Linked DNA regions of Mus musculus: all the other regions are linked to region 1. Evidence: chromatin contacts called from public HiChIP or PLAC-seq data. All regions are on one chromosome and are shown on one strand. Each heading gives the region's core, a stretch centred on a gene start, on an enhancer-like site or on the middle of the called end of the contact. The rest is flanking DNA. Distances are from core to core; before and after follow the strand shown. Region 1 has its middle 130 kb from the start of Tmem126b. Region 2 overlaps Dlg2 (discs large MAGUK scaffold protein 2). Region 3 overlaps Dlg2 (discs large MAGUK scaffold protein 2).

What was found. HiChIP or PLAC-seq counts read pairs in DNA pulled down with a chosen protein or histone mark.
Region 2: an H3K27ac HiChIP or PLAC-seq map of SST interneurons shows a contact between it and region 1, with 6 times the contacts expected there. The contact joins two enhancer-like sites. A contact is called at or near these places in 1 of 484 Hi-C or Micro-C datasets (the AML12 cell line) and 1 of 115 datasets of contacts at active chromatin or transcription factors (SST interneurons).
Region 3: a contact with region 1 is called in an H3K27ac HiChIP or PLAC-seq map of SST interneurons, with 7 times the contacts expected there. The contact joins two enhancer-like sites. A contact is called at or near these places in 1 of 15 datasets of contacts at CTCF or cohesin (pro-B cells), 3 of 484 Hi-C or Micro-C datasets (cortical neurons, liver and myocytes) and 1 of 115 datasets of contacts at active chromatin or transcription factors (SST interneurons).

The regions. Positions count from the first base shown.
Region 1 is chr7:90,608,190-90,611,785 of GRCm38.p6, forward strand. It overlaps a transcript of Dlg2 not described here. Among named protein-coding and RNA genes, the nearest start is that of Tmem126b, 130 kb to the left of the region's middle. Within about 2 kb of position 2,027, at least 6 of the 459 cell types and tissues checked have an H3K27ac peak or open chromatin away from gene starts, as enhancers often do. A contact at or near this core is called in SST interneurons, where this site is marked.
Region 2 is chr7:91,441,403-91,444,998 of GRCm38.p6, forward strand. All of the region lies in intron 1 of Dlg2 (discs large MAGUK scaffold protein 2), which reads left to right. Among named protein-coding and RNA genes, the nearest start is that of Gm24552, 200 kb to the left of the region's middle. Within about 2 kb of position 1,634, at least 42 of the 459 cell types and tissues checked have an H3K27ac peak or open chromatin away from gene starts, as enhancers often do. A contact at or near this core is called in SST interneurons, where this site is marked.
Region 3 is chr7:91,216,989-91,220,584 of GRCm38.p6, forward strand. All of the region lies in intron 1 of Dlg2 (discs large MAGUK scaffold protein 2), which reads left to right. Among named protein-coding and RNA genes, the nearest start is that of Gm24552, 24 kb to the right of the region's middle. Within about 2 kb of position 1,538, at least 14 of the 459 cell types and tissues checked have an H3K27ac peak or open chromatin away from gene starts, as enhancers often do. A contact at or near this core is called in SST interneurons, where this site is marked.

The DNA of each region.
Region 1 (3,596 bases), core at 777-3,276:
TTGAGTACAGTTTGCAATAGTTTATATGCACAGAAATGTTCTTTGTAAGAAGATAATTTCATTGATGCAGGATGCTCTACCGTAGTTTTTGTGTTTGAGGTAGGTTCTGAGCTGATTTGGTCTATCCTTTTGGCTTTTCTGTCTTGGCCTTCTTGTTTTCTGTTTTAGTTTCTCCCTCTCATTTTCTTTCATAAACATTTATTAAGTATCTTTAATTTTTTTTGTGCCAGGCACCATGCTGGAGAATGTAATAGATATAAACATAAATATAAAACTGAGACTTCACTTGTCAAAGTAGAAAAGCCACATTTAAAACTATGCAGAGGCTTAGGTAAAAGAGAGCCAAGTGCCAGAGAGCACAGCAAGTATGGGCTATAATATATTCAGCATTTGCATTCAAAACTGTAACAACAGCCTATGTGGATTCTTCTGTTTATGGCCATCCAGCTTTGTGTGTGTTGACAGAAATAATAAAAGGACGTATTATCATGCATCTACTCCATTCACAGCCTTTATTGTTTACTCTTTAAGACAGATCTGTGCATTCAGGTTATCTTGCAGTTGAAGAATGAACAATAATGAGGTAGAAGTGTTCTCTCTGTGGCTAAGTGCCTTCACTCAATCTTGATTCTGTCACTGAAGTTTTGACAAGTTACTTCATCATAATTTACACTACTTTTCTCATCTTTGAAGTTGATTGACAGGGTCTTTCATGGTGATTCATGCCTGTGATCTCAGCATATAGGAGGCTGAGGCAGGAGGATTACAAGCTTCAGATTAGCCTAGGCTCCATAGCTAGACTCTTATCTCCTTCCCTCTTCCTCTCCCTCTTCCTTTCACCCCCTTTCCTTCACACACACACAGACACACACACAGAGGATACACACACATACACTCACACAAGGCTATTTGAATGTGTCACTCCACAATTCATGTATTAGATATTTGGTTCTCATATGATTAGACCTTTAGTCCTACGTCATCAGACTCTCCTTTCCTTTCTTTCTTCCTTTCTGTTGATGATGTGGTCTCTTTTCATATGACCTGGCTGTTGTGCTGCCATCTTCTACCAGAGTCAGGTTAATGTCTGCTCCATGCTCCTAACTTCTAGAATAGTAAAAACAATAGCTTAATTTTCTTTGTAAAGTTAAAAAGATAGATTGACAATAATACCTCTACATAGGGCTTTTATAATGGATACAATTATAATGGATATTATTATAATCCTAAACAATAGAGGTAGAGAATTAGAATTTTTATGTATGTCTGTGTGCCACATGTATGCATAGAAGCCAGCAGAGGGTGACAGATCCCCTGGAAGTGGAGTTATAGGTAATGAGCCACCATTTGGGTCCTGAGAACCATATAGTGGTTCTCTAAAAGACCAGCCAGTGCTGTTAAACACTGAGCAACCTCTCTTTCTCTGAAAATTACATTTTTCATATTCTTGAATCTAATTCATAATTCCAAATGTCTCTAATATATAGCTATGTCTGTGGATCATAAAATTTTGAGAGAGAACTTACAATAATCAATTAAATTTGTGTTTCTTGGAGAAATATGAACAAAGAATTTTTAGCTAACAGATAAGGGTGAATTCTGGTACCTCAGAGCCTGGTTAGTAGTAAATGATTGCCCCACAACAGTTTTAAGGAACAAATGCAGTAAAGACAGGCTGATCCTGAAGGCGAGTTTTGCTGTGTCTTTGTTATCAGAGATTAACATTTCTCTGGTTCTTAGGATGTCTGGAGAGGAATCCAGCTCTCCCTCTGCAGCTGTTCAGCACCTGTTGCTTCTATGATTCTGTTTCTTTCAATTACTCACTCTCAGCACTGGCGTGGCTTGCCTGAGTGGCATGTTAGAAATGAAGGCAGGAAGAATCTACTGATACAGGCAGGCTAAAATATTTGTTTCTCTAAACTTGGTCCAATATTTTCTCTTTGTTTTTGAGAAAGAGTGTCTGAGGCTTGGAACTAACCATGTAGCATAGGCTATCCTTGGGCTTGCCATGGCTCTTCTGTCTTAGCCTGTCAAGATCTGTACCACCAGCCCTGGCTTTCTTGGTTAGATTTCGATGGAAGATCCAGCTCAGTCCTGTTTTTCTAAAGTTTATTTTTAGATCAGAATTCTACCACTATAAGTTTGCTCTAAAAATCACTTTGGATTTTCATTACAATTCTCCTTTTAATGACCATTATATAGAATTTATAAAACATTGGAAGAGGGCTGGTTGTGTAGTGTGAGGAGGACCTGTGTTTAGAGTCCCAGCATGCATATAAGAAGCCAGCTGCAGCAAATGCCTTCAGTCTCAAAACTGGAGAGACAGGGATAGGAGGATCCCTGTAGTGAGCTCACTAGTTGTGCTGGAAAAATTGGTAAACTTCAGGTTCAGTGAGAAAACCTACATCAAAAATAAGGTGGATAGAGGCTGAGAAGGATACTCAATGTCCACTCCTTTTAACTATTATACATTAAATGTATAAATAAGTTTCAATATGAATCACACACATATGTATATAATCTTTGGATCTTATTCTAACCTCTGTATCTTGTTTTATTTCCTCTTCTTTCTTCCTTTCCCATTATACTGGTTTTCTTTTTTTTTTCCAAAAATTTCTCACTTCTACTTTTTATGCTTTCAAAAAATATCTAGAGTCTATATATGAAAAAAATGTGCTTTTTTGTTTGGGTTATTAGTTTTCTGATAGCAAAAAAAGGCATCAGAGAAAATGTATTCAATATGTTCACACTGGGAACAGGAGTAAATTGAAGAATCTGGTGACCTCACTAAGACTATCTTCAGGGTACTGACAAGAGCTGCAGGTTTGAACAGAGGAGCCAGAGAGAGATACATAATGAAGTAGTCCTGGTCAAGGTGGAGCCAGATGGGTCTTAGTCTATGTTCTGACTCTGCAGGATAGTCCAAAGAAGCCTACTGCCTGAGTGTATCTGGTGTTTCTCAGAGTGTGATTTCGTGCTCCAGGGTGATACCTTCTCATTGTAACAATGGTCCTCATCTGAGAGTGTGGTCTGCCTTTTGAGGATCTGTTGTTTCTGAAGTCCATGTGGATTATAGCTAAGTGACACAGATGACATAATCTCTGTGTCGTCAGTCTTGAAGGGAGATGGGGCACAGCAGTCAGATAAGTACTCCTTGAGTGATTATCAGGGTAAAGCAGTGTCAAGCTCTTATCTGAGTTAATATAAAGGAAACCAACACAAAGTGAAGGCTGAGATGTAGGCTTCTAGCTTGTTTTTGGTGCCGAGTAAGTCTGGTTTATTTTGTATAACTGGATGCTCTCCAGTTGCACCATTTGTCCTGAAAATGAATTAATATTTTCTTTTTTAAAATGGCTGAATGGAATTCCACTGTATTACGTACCACTTTTATATATTAGTACATATGTAAGTTGGTTCCATAATTTACTTATTGTTAATAGTGACACACTAAACAAGAGTGTCTCTTTGGGTATGCTCACTTAAATTCTTTTCTTCATATTTCTAGGAATGGTATAAGAGGTTTATATTGTTTTTCTACTTTTAGTTCTTTTAGGAGTCTCTATAGTATTTTTCAACGTGGCTTGACTAATTTATAT
Region 2 (3,596 bases), core at 384-2,883, 830 kb after region 1:
AAAAGGTAGAATTATTTCTCTAGTTTCTGCCACTTTTAAAATCACTACAAGTCATTTACAGCATCAAATGCCTTAGAAAAACAATTTAGGCTACCTACTGATTATACACAAGGGTATAAAATATCTCCTAAGTCGTTCCATGTAATGCCACTTGGCAGATTCCTGTGATATAGGCATGTTCCTACTCTTTCAGTGAGTCGTAGAGACTTTAATGAGTTTCCCAAGATTATGTGGTAGGTGATGGACTAGGAGCTATCCAAATCATCTCTTCAGAACATGACTCTTAGCCACTACTGAGATTTTATGAGGTTACTTAAGTTCAGTGGCCTCAGGAGTGGAAGGATAAGAATTCAAATAATTGTTCATATTTCTCTTCTTATTGCTGATAGAAACAGCTGAATGAAAGTTTACTCTCGGGCGGGAGGGGGGCTACACTCTTTTTTATTTCTATAACAAAGCTGAAAACTGCAACGTTCTTCAGATTTCATGAAATGGGGGAGTCACCATTTGTCCTGAACCTTAGTGCGCACCTGGAATACAGTGTTGTATTCAACTCCTCTACTTTTGTGAAATAAACCCTGTTTCTTTTATGCATAACTGTAGTTAAATGACGCTCAGAGATACTCAAGAACTTCCCAAAGGTCTCCCAGGAGGCAAGTGTCAGAATGGAAGTTTGGACTCATGTTTCCATAGCTAGAACAGACTTTTCCTCGACCATGTTGGGCTGCAGCTTGCTGTCTTGAAACATATTTTCACAGTGTATTTTGAAGATCCTCTAAGCCTCTTTCCTTCACACTTGGAAATCAGAGTGACATCTTCTCTGTCCAGTTCTGAGAACTACCTGAGAAAAGACCATTTAAAATTAGCCTTTTAGTCTAAAAAATAAAAACAAAATCAAAACAACAACAACAACAACAACAAAAACCTGTGTGCTACCTATGTAGATTTAATTCACAACACTGCACCTCAGACTGGGGTTCCATTTTGATATAAGTCTTAGTTAGGGTTTCCATGGGTATGAAAAGACACATGACCAAGGGAACATTTAAATGGGGACGACATTTAATTGAGGATAGCTCACAGGTTCAGGAGGTTCACTCCATTATCATCATACCAGGAAGGCAGAGTCCAGGAAGGCATGAAGCTGGAGAAGGAGCTAAGAGTTCTACATCTTTATCCAAGGAAGCCAGGAGCAGACCGGCTCCCACGAGGTTAGGGAGGTAATCATTGCCCGCCCCTACAGTGACCTACTTCCTCCAAAAAGGCCACACCTACCCCAAAAAGTTACACCTCTTAAATAGTGCCACTCCCTGGGCCAAACATATTCAAAACATCACGACATATTCAAAGAAATCAGGTCTGTTTAACTCTTGGGTGACTCCCTGGGTGAATCTGGCTTCCCTTGAATCTGGACCCAGCTCAGGAAAAGACTGTACTCCTGACTGGGCTTCTAGAATCTTCTCTGGACAGATGGAGGGCAGCCCAAAGTAACAGTAGGGTCTCTCTTGATTATTCAAATCATCAGTGCTTTAAAAAGAATCTTGAGAGCCGTTAAATATTCATGAAGGCATCCTTGCTGGCAGCTTCTCCATTGTAGGTAATTACAGAGGGTTTAAAATATCTGACGTTGCTTGGAAGCGCACAAAGCTCTGTCAGCTGCAAGCAGACAGCTGATTTGTAATTTAATTAACATCCTGGCTCATCCTGTTCTCTGTGGCAAAAAGCAAGCTAGTATTTCCTTTTAGTCGAGTGTTTGTCTGAAAAAAAAATTCAAGCTAAGTGCCTGGAAGAGTGGGTCATCTCTCACTCCAGTGCTCTTCTTGCCCATGTCCTGCTCCAAATCTGATTAAAAAAAAAAAAAAAAAAGAAAGAAAACGTCTTCTTCTCAAGTGTTCACTGGGCTAGCCAACATGGCTGCCTGTGGGTTATTTTCTTAAAGGTGCAAAGGCGAGAGAGAAAGAGAGACAGAGACAGCATCGGAGACAGAGAGAGGTCAGTAAGCTTTGACCTACTTTTTCCCCCCAGGTCTTTGAATAATAGATTTGCAGACAGACTGGGCCAGACAATTCATTCAACATTTATTGCGAACCCACTTGGTATCAGGTACTGCAATCAGGGTTGAACAAAAACAATTAGGGGCCTTCTTCCTACACACGTGTCAGTCCATGGGGCAAAGAAACATCACGAAAATGATCACAGAAATGTTGCCCCCCTGAAAGATGACAAAGGGAGGAGCAGTGCAGTGGAGGATGAAGACACACGAGAGAAACAGTGAAAATTATGTAATATCTGTCTCACTCTTTCTCTTCCCATATTCCTTCTATTCCTTTACATCTGAGAAGAAAGAGAAGCCTGATCTAGTCAAAGTGCCATTCAAGAATTTAGTTTAAATTAATAAAGTGAACATACAAAAAAAGAATCAATGAGCTGACCCATTCACTACACTGAGGAGTCTTTATCTTCTCTTTCTTCTGCTCCTTGTTGTCAGCCACCACCTTCTATACCCAGCCCCCACCTCCACCCCCTGTTTTCCCCACTTGTTTGTTCCTGAAATGTAGCAAGGTGAGAAGGCTGCAGCAGGTGCAGGGCGTGGCTGGACACAGGTTAAGGGTCACAGGCCCACCAAGAAAAATAGAACGGAGCTGGAAAAATGCCAGCTCTCTACTCACAGGCCTCAAATAAGTCAAATATCTACAATGATCAGACTTTATGAATAACACACACCCCACTTAACACGCCTGGCAGTTCTGCTGAACTGTTGGGAGAGGAAATAAAAGCCCATACTTTTCCAGAGTTCATTTCTTGAGCCTGCTTCCTTCTCCCAGCTGGTTATTTTCTGTGTTCTGAGTTGAATTTACATATTTCCTAGGAATCATCACTTCCTTTGCAGATTTGTTATTTATTTCATATTCTCACTGACTCTACACTTCTTCTGAAATAGGTTTTTCCTGTTTGCGAAATAACTCCTTTTTCAAAGAAGTTTTCTCTCAGCAAAGTCCCTCAGCCAACTGACTCTGGAGCGTTCTGGTTGAACATTATGGGAGATAAAAGTAAAGATTTGCTTTTCAACCCTTGGAGAGCTTAGGTGACAAAAAGAAATGAGATTTGACACAGAGAATACTGGTTTTCCGTACAATTAACAGAAGCAACTTTAGCAATTTCTACATATCAGGCTAGTGTAAGCAGAATTATTTCTTAATCTCAAACCTGCTTCACCCCATAGCTTTAAGCCTTACATAGCAAACCTCTTTCAAATTCTTTGCAATGTGTTTTCTGGTTGTATCTTATAGATGTACGATGTTGTGGTATCACCAAGAACTCAGAAGCACACATACATGTTCTGGCTTTCCTTGGCTTTTGATTTATATCACACACACCCACTTTGATCTTCTTCCCTACCTCCCTCTCTTTCTATCTCCATATTTCTCTCCTTCCTTGATCTTCTGTCTTGTGCCAACCCAGGCTGCTAGTCGGAAAGGAGAGTAGAGTACTTTTTGTTCAACAAAAGATAAACAGATTTTTATTTATGAGAACTTGGCAGACTTCCAGCTTCTGGATCAACTCTGATCTGCTCTGCCAGCCTAGCACCCCCTTCC
Region 3 (3,596 bases), core at 288-2,787, 610 kb after region 1:
ATGAGTATGAAATATAACAGACTGGACAGGGGGAAAAAAAGTCATGTTTGCATGTTTGCTGAAAACCTTTGATTTTCACACTTTCCACTACAGTTTGACAGGTAAAATTGAGAAGGGAAAAAAACAGTGCAAGGGAAAATAGTCTCAGGGGAGCTTTTCCTCTGGATTTGAGAAACCGACAAGGGATTACACATAAAGATTCGTTCTAAAATACAAGGTTAGCCCTCGCCTTGACCCTCTTTCACTCAGGCTTTGAGAAGCTGTAAGTGGGGTTGCAGGAGGTCTTTGTGTGCTGTGTTTGAGCATACTGCCCAACAATCCTGGGAAAGGGCAGCATTTCTACATTGTTCCCCCAAGGAAGGTTGAAAAACTAGTCTGGAGAACTGATTTGCAAACTGCTCTTCCTAGATGATTTCCTTTGTGTCCTTTCTGCTCATTTCCCATACAGTCTTCTATGCACTACGTACAAAAGCTGTAGGACTAAGTTCAGTTTGCATATAGGTAACTATTTGGCAATATCATTTCAGTTTGGAAGCACAGAGCTGCCGCAAGTCCCCATGAGTCTCTCTGTGACTAAGCCAGAGGCCCCAAGTCCTCATGAGTCTCTCTATGACTAAGTCAGAGAAAGAGAACAAAGGCAAGGAACTTGGCTCAAACCTGAGAACATTTACATACATTTATGTACATGCTCAGCATATTTTGTTGTGAAATGTGCCAATTTCTGGAGTCCTATTGGATGACTGCACTTCAAGTGTTTGAGTAAATAATACATTAGGGGATATAGACAATCAAATAATCATGTGGCAAATATGCCTTTACTGTATTTTTTCCTTAGAGGATTCATTTATAACGGCAAATTCACAGTGATATATGCAACAATGTTGGGAAATTTTGCAGTATGTTATTATATTCATACAATTTGTGCCAAGAGATCTACTATAAATAATCATAAGAAAATGCCCTTTAATGTATCACAACTATACATAGCAATGTTATTACCCTGGTTGGTCTTATTAGGTCACAATGAGAAAAATGCTCCTCACAGTGTTAGACACTGACTGCATGTATGCATGTATTCAGTAAGTATCTCTTAACAACTTCTCGGTCTGCATAATGTGCTGAGTCCTAACCATAGCTTATATGGGAGGTCTCTGTTCTTTGAGCATCTGAATCACATACTGAGAATAATGAGGAAAGATCCCCATTATTCCCAGACCTTTTCTGTTTTCCCTCTCCCTAGCTGATGACCTGAGATGTAAATGTCAATTAGATGCATTTTGTAAACTAGATTTGGGTTCTCCTTTCCTTGTGGTCCCACAACGTTTTGAATGAACCTGGAGAGAGTTTGCAGAGTGTTCTGGGATGTATCTGTCACCATTAGAAACATTCATGTATTCATAAATGTCTTCCAGGAGCTGAGAAATGGAATTTGGGGCCGACCATAAGTGAAGCATATTCCCTTTTCTGCAGCAGCCCAGGGTAGTTTAGAGGAAGTGCATATTTGGGTGTCTAATTACCATACTTAGTAAGGTGACAGATGCATGTACTGGGTAACGAGGTCAGAGAGTGGAAATGAGCACTTCATCCGTATATAGCAGAAATGGTGTAGAGAGAGGGATGAATTTAGAAAAAAATTTTGTGTGAACAACGTGAGTTCAAATAGGAGGATCATTTTGGGAAAAGCCAGAGGGACTGAGTGAGTGAACAGATCTGGCTCCAGAAGGACACATGCCACAGGAGTGGGAAGACACTCAAACCACAGGAGTGGGAAGCACCCTGGGGAGGGAGGGAGCAGGAAAGAAACAGTCTGGCTGCTACAGAAACAACAGAAAGCAGAGGAGGCCCCTGGAGGCGAACTCACCAGAGAGGCTGCTGAGAGGAGAGGCAGTCTGGAAAAGACACAGGGCTTAGTCCACCAGAGATGGAGTGTGGGCGAGTGTGGGGGCTTTTGATGCGAGAGGCAAGAGATTAGATTTTACCTGCACCACTTCTTGATTTGCCTTAATGAACTTCACAGTGCCTGGGAACTCTAATTGTACTTGTTTGGGTTTGCAGTTAAGAGACCTAGATTTAAAAAAAAAAAAAAAAAAAAAAACATATCTTCTTATGAAGGCCATTACTCTTCAAAAGGAGAGCTGCATCAAGATTTACTTCAGAGTCTTTATTTGGCCTCCTGGGCCTTAATTAAAAAGAAGAGTTATGTAAAGAGGAGAGCTTTGCCTGTGTTACTGAACATGGGGCATGGTGTCCCAGAGAGATTTATAATGCAGGTAGGTCTGTGGTTGCAGCCATTCTTTTGAAGATCATCTACAGCTCTGTCTTATAGCCACCTAAGTGCCAATATTCAGGGAGGGCAGGCAAACCAGACCAGGTGGTATGCCTCAGAGATCTTGCTTGCTCACTGGGGCATCATTTAGCTCCATCCTAGGGAACCACCATTTGCCTGGCTGGAGGAAAGGAGGAACGGTGTAATGAGAACTCAATGCTCTGAGGATCTTGTGCTACAACACTGTGTCATCTCGGGGGATGCAGTGATCCTTCCAGGCTGTATTTAGTGATGTTGGGATGTCCCAGCCTGGGATTAAGAAGTGTTTAGTTTTCCCTTCTCCTTCTCTGTATAATAAATGTAGATAGTGAGCCCTGTGTGTACAAATGGTGGGTGGTATTTCAGGAATTTTTTTATATGGTGCAGAACAAACCATTATCTCAGTATGTGTCTCCAGTCACACTTTTTATAAGTCACACTTTTCGGATACAAAGTTTGGGACTGAGAGGAGTTAACAGGTTATACTGGTGCTCTTGCTGGTTATTGGTAGAATTGGGCTTTAAAAAAAAATCCCAGGTTCTTTTAAGAATGATAGAGTTAAGCAGACTTTAAACTTGTTAAGGATGAGTCATCATAATGATGTAATTCTTTTTTTTTTAAAGGACATTTTATAGTTTTTGTCACCCAAGAAAGCTAGAAAGCTCGGAACATTAGTGATTTAGAAGTTACACATATCCCATCCTGAGTGCCTTGTGTGTGTGTTTATCATAGCTCTTAAAAATGGAAACAGAATTATATCAGTTTCCCTTCTCCCTGTCCTCTGTGCAGCCCATCCCAACTACCCTTCCTTGAACACCTCGTGTGTCCTCACAGTCTAAGGTTGATAGTCTCTTTATTATCATTATAAACACACACACACACGTGCACACACACACACACATGTGCACACACACACGTGCACACACACACACATTGTAGCATATATATATTCATACACACAAGTAAAACAGCCTGCTCAGTCTCTTTTTGGTTGGTGGTGTGTATATGGTTTCAAGGGTGACCACTCTGCACTAAACAACCAGGAGTTAAGGGGACTTAACTCTAGAAAAGGCCGACTCTCCTCCCAGCGCTCATTCCTTGCTTATAGTTCTTTGTCTATGTGTCAGAGTTTGTGAAACTTTTGCCCTTCCACAGTAACACATCTATTGGTATCACCACTGTTCAAGTTATTTGTGCAGTCATTTCTAGGAGAGACGTTCACTACAGACTTCCTGATATTTTGGTTCCTACAGCTTCTCTGTCCCATTTTCTGTGATGTTCCTTGAGCCAT